Linked DNA regions of Triticum aestivum: region 2 is linked to region 1. A link is a contact called in public Hi-C data. All regions are on one chromosome and are shown on one strand. Each heading gives the region's core, a stretch centred on a gene start, on an enhancer-like site or on the middle of the called end of the contact. The rest is flanking DNA. Distances are from core to core; before and after follow the strand shown. Region 1 holds the start of LOC123065203 (mitochondrial arginine transporter BAC2). Region 2 holds the start of LOC123069313.

The links. A called contact is a pair of places that touch in the nucleus more often than the background predicts.
Region 2: a contact with region 1 is called in a Hi-C map of leaf, with 5 times the contacts expected there. The contact joins the promoter of LOC123069313 here to the promoter of LOC123065203 in region 1. A contact is called at or near these places in 2 of 5 Hi-C or Micro-C datasets (both in leaf).

Annotation. Positions count from the first base shown.
Region 1 is chr3B:192,133,847-192,136,546 of IWGSC CS RefSeq v2.1, forward strand. It overlaps LOC123065203 (mitochondrial arginine transporter BAC2), which reads right to left and starts at 1,336. Exons shown (of 2, transcript XM_044488552.1): 1 at 538-1,336. The coding sequence starts at 813.
Region 2 is chr3B:192,564,130-192,566,829 of IWGSC CS RefSeq v2.1, forward strand. LOC123069313 reads right to left here and starts at 1,327. Exons shown (of 8, transcript XM_044492142.1): 1 at 996-1,327; 2 at 854-916; 3 at 612-770; 4 at 354-536; 5 at 136-266. The coding sequence starts at 1,223.

The sequences.
Region 1 (2,700 bases), core at 86-2,585:
CTTGCAAATGTCGTTTTTTTTTTTTGCGGAAGACTTACAAATGCCGTTGGCCAAATGGCCAGTGTTAGGCAGCATAGTACGTTCCGACACAGGCCTAATCACGAGTAAACATGAAACATGTGCATGGCCGTACGCTAAGCCGCCACACCATGTGAACCACCGGAATGAGCGCGACGCAACGATACACGTAAAGGAAGCAAAGGCGGAGGATGCAAAACTACAAGACTTCAAATGCGCCAAGCAAGAGGAGAAACAAATGATCTTTTCGTAGTACACGCAAAGTGACGCCGTCCTATATGATAGCTAGCTCATCTACTATCCTAAAAAGAACTAGCTCATTTACTTAGTCGTGTCATAGATGTTCACGTCGTGTAGTAGTACCATCTATTTGAACACTTTCTTCTCGAAAACGATATTTGCAAACTTTTGGAAAAAGGAAGACGTGACCAAAGAATTCACGATCTCATGGACTCCACACGCCGGCCGGCCGGCCTAATTGCGTGAAACGTTTTACGTTCCTAAAACTGGCTGGCTCACCTGGAAGGCGACGGAGGCGAGGGGCGCGCCCATGCCGCGGTAGAGCGCGGAGGGGCCCTCGGCGCGGAGGATGCCGCGCAGCAGCGCGACGGCGGAGGGCGGGCGCGTCACCCGCGCGGCGGTGATCCCGGGGCTCACGGGCCGCGGCGGCTGCTGCAGGCGGATGCGGAGCGTGTCCAGCGGGTGGCCCGCCAGCACGCCGGCCATGCCGCCAACGCCTCCCGCCACGAACTCATGCCCGCCGCTGCTCGCCAAGAACTCGGGCCAGAACTCCATCGACACGGTCCGGCCAAACGACGACGATGACGACCATCCACGGACCAGACCACCGCCCCCCTCGAATCGCCGCTCCCTCGGGCGCCCTCGCGCGGGGGAATGGACCCGATCGTATATACAGGCAGGATCGGCCGGCCAAGAAAAGCACCCGGATCTCCCGCTTCCCTTTTGGTGCCGATTCCAAAAGCGGAAAAGGACTCTCTATCCGCACGGACTCGTTGGAGAGCAGGGGCGGAACCGAGGAACACGGACGGCCGGCCTGACGCGCGGCGTGTGCGGCGGTGGATGAAGGGAACTTTCCGCGTGGGTGAATTGGTAGGGCACGGGCGGCAATGGCACGGCGGGAGGAGGAGAAGAAGAGCGGGAAGAGAAGTGAGGACATGTAGTGGGAGAGGGATGGCGGGTGGCGGTATTTGTGGGCACGGGGAGTGAGCGCGAAGGAAACGGACAAGCACTCTGTTCCCGAGCGTCCGTCCCAACCTGAATACGTTGCTGCTCTGCTCTGCTTTGCTTGCCTAGTGCAGTGGAAGTGGAGTGGAGTATTTGCCGAGGCTTGCGTATGGGGCGGGCGCAGGCCGAACCGTCGTATTTGCCCCATGACGTGCCAGTGTATCACGCCCAATTAGGGCATGTACAATGGGGCAACACCTTGTAGCTGCCCCATCGTTCAGGTAGGTTAAGTGTATGAATTTTCTGTCCCCAATGCAGCCAGAGCTTGAGCGGACCACACCTTCGTCTTTTTTTTGTTCTCTCTTACTTTTTCATCTACATATGCATAATCCCTCTCACTACCGGTTCCTCTCTGCTGCTTTCTTTCATCTTTTTGGACGAGGCACCCGACTCCCCTGCAAGAGCTCGTTCGGCCCCTGCAAGCACTACCTTTTCCCCCTCTTTCCTCCACATCAGCAACTTTTTGGATGGGGCCGCACTCCAAGTTGGAGTGTTGGCCATGCCCTTAGAATGTAGCCTACTTTTTTGTTTCATCCTACTCCCTTGGTTCCATAATTTCGAACTAAAGGCACACCAAAAAATTATGAAACGGAGGGAGTACTTCATGTTTGCTTTTTGTTGATAGTATTGAGCAAGATTATACAACAAGGAAGGGTCCTGGGTTAGTACTTGGTAACCCTCTGTTTCCTTTTTTATGCGGGGAAGGCATAGTGGTCCCTCTTCGTGAACCCTGTATCTGAATGCTATGTTAGGGTATCTCCAAAGTCGGCCCTTAAATTGTCCGTGAACATCCGAGACGAGTTGTCCGAACGCAGTTCACCATTCAACATCGTCCCGCATACGTATGAGGTATGGCTGTCTGAAATCCCACAACCTAGACGCAAAGTTGCAGGAGCTTTGCAGGCGTTCAGACCTTCGCCATGTAGTACTCCAACATCCGTGGCCCACCCAAAACCCATCTAGAGCCCACGTCTTCATTCACACCCCCGTGTTCTGCTTTGGTTTCCTCCGTGGCCGTCACCGTCACCGTACCACTCTGGACGCCCGCCAAAGCCTTACCGGACCTCCGTTGCTCCATCATGTCACCACACCGCTTTGCCTACTTCACCATTCCACCTCTCGCCCATCCGCCACGCAGGTACCATCCGCTCCTATGGATGTCGTCCATGGGTGTCACCACCTCCGGCAAGTGTTTGACCAAATGTTAGTGCTAAAATTTTGACATTTCTCTCTCTTCTTTGAGGCAATGGATTCGGACTTGAAGTACTTGTATGAGAACTGCACTGAGCCGACTCATCCGACGAGGAGGAGTATGTGGATGAAATGGCGATGATACATGCGATCCTTGCAAATGCGGAGCATGCTCTCAATTTCAAGGGAGTGATCAAGGGTCATCGATCGCTAAATCAAAACAGTGCACGAGGGCATTTGATGCTG
Region 2 (2,700 bases), core at 77-2,576, 430 kb after region 1:
TAGTTGTAAAACTGCCCTACAATAGCAACTGTTGGAATGTGTAGGCTTAGGTCTATGCAATCTACATAGGAGTTCTACCACAACACGTAAGAGTTACATGCAAATTGTAGATGGCAAATCAATAAGTAGACTAACATTTCCCATCGGCGATCAAGCACATCAAACTGCTGCTGCAATTTCTCTTCTTGCCAAACTAAGTGTAAGGTATCACAGTCAAACTTCGAGACGGCAGGAGCATGAGCAGAGACAAGTGGAAACTTCACACCCTGAAGCTAGCCACCCAACTTAAGTATTAACACATGAGGGAATTCACTGCAACAAAGCCACAGAAAATGGAACAGAAAATCGTGAACCTCGACAGGGTCTTCCTTCCTGATCGCAAGATACCGTGCTTTCCCACGTTGCGTCAAGTAACATAACGCTGCATGAGCATCCTCCTGCCCGTAAAAGAAGCTATTGAATTTAGTCAAAGTAATGACACATGTTGATGTCCAATGGGAGCCTCTCAGCTGCGAAGCAATGTCCTCAAACCGTTCCTGCAATTGAATAGCAGGGCATCAAATCAGCATACTAACACTCTTAACAACATTGCCTGAAAAAGGAATTTATACCTCAACCAAAGATCTAAACACAAGGATGTCCTCCTGTACAATCGGACGCCTTGAGATAGCCATCTGGCTCACCCTCCTGACAAGCTGATACAAGCCGCCTGCGGTCGGAACAATTAGCTCGGATTTAAGCAGTATCTCCCCATCGGCACGCATCTCCTCCTGAAATGTCCAGAAAAAATTTGTCACTAGCTCACGCCGATAGCACACGCTGTACATACAGTGAGGTTGTTGTAGAAACTGACCAGAACTTGCGGCAAGCAGAGCGGCGTGATGCCTCCGGGGCGGGCAAACCAAACGCTCGTCACCTGCGGCAGTGGCCGTCGCCGTCATGGTCTCAGGAGAGAAAGCAAACGAACCCTCGCATTTGAGGTGGCGGTCACTTACCAAGTGGGCGGGGGCGGAGCAGAGGCGGAGGCGTCGGGCGACGCGCAGGAGGAGGTCCTTCCAGAAGAGGAGCTTGGGCTCGGGCCAGTCGCGGCGCTGCCCCGTGAAGGCCTTGAACCTGGCGTGGAGGTCGGCGCCGTCTGGATCGTCCCACCAGCTCGCACCGCCCATCTCCGCTCGCACCGCCGCCTCCCACCCTTCTCCTCCCTCGCCATCGTTGGATGCCATAATCAAACTCCGGCGCCTCGGTGGCACGCGAGATGTCGCTGCGGCGGTGGGCTCGCCGGGGAAGGGAACGAACTGCAAAAGAGATTGGAAGAGAACAAAGGGCTGTGCTCTTCTTTTTTTTTTTTTTTGAGGGGAACAAAGGGCTGTGCTATACGCTGCTTCGTGCGAGCGTTAAGCACGGGGCCGCCCACAGCGCTGCCTGAACGTCCCGCAATCGGTGCGGCCCACCTTACAATGTTTCTTGTTTTTCTGGAATTCTGTTAAATAATATAAAAACAATCATGTGTATTCAGTGGAATAAAAATACTCATGTGTTATAATAATATGCACACATAAAACTTTATTAGTTATAATCCCCCGTAAAAATGTATTTATGAAACAATTATGCATTTAAAAATTATTCACGTATTAAAAGATATCCATGTAAAAAAGTGTTCACACATTTTAAAAGATAATCGTATATTTTTATAAAAATGTTTACGTATTTTAGGAAAATATCCGTATAATAATAGAAAGGTCATCTATTTTATAAAAACTTACGCAATTTGAGAAAAATGTTAGTTAAATTTAAAGGACATTCCATTTTTTAACAAAGGTTCCATGTAAATAAAAGTGTTTATGTAATTTTTTAAAATCCATTCGATTAAAAAGTGTACACATAATTCCAAAATATTTCCTGTAATTTAAAAGTGTTTTGTAGTTTCAAAAAAGTGTTTATGAATTTTAATAATGCACAAATAATTAAAAAGTATTTATGAAGTTTAAAATATATTAATGTGATTTTTAAAAAGTGCTCAGGCATTTAAGAGAAAAATGCATATTAATGAAATACTCCCTCTTTCTCGAATTATGTGATTTTTAAAAAGTGCTCAGGCATTTAAGAAAAAATGCATATTAATGAAATACTCCCTCTGTCCCGAATTACGTGTCTTAGATTTGTCTATATATGGATGTATCTAGACATAAGAAAATACTTTTGGGATGGAGGTAATAGAAATTAATATATTTTTACAAAAGAGAAAATGGTAAACCATAAAAAATAAAAAATAAAAATAATAGGAAAGACCCCAAAACTCGAAATTGTAAAATCAAGAAAGAAAAGATAAAACTAGAAAGTAAGATAGCTGAAAAAACATAAAAAGTGAGTGATTAATTAAGACAAGACGCACAACATTTCCTTGCAACGTGTTTGACAGCCTGAGAGAAGTGGGATGAGATTTAGGCTTTGGAAAAAAGATTATCCATCTCAAACCCATGTTTGATGTGTGGTGGAAATTTACTAGTGGGAATTTTTCCATCCCACCTGAAACTAGGAAAGGGATATGTGGAAATTAGCCTCACCTCCTTTTATTTTCCTTCTGAACTTGACTAACCTCGCCTCCTTAATTCATTTCCCCTTCCCTCCTCAACTTTCTTGCCCCTCAACCAAACAATAGAGCATATGTCTAGTACCCCTTAAACTCTCCTATCGCTAATT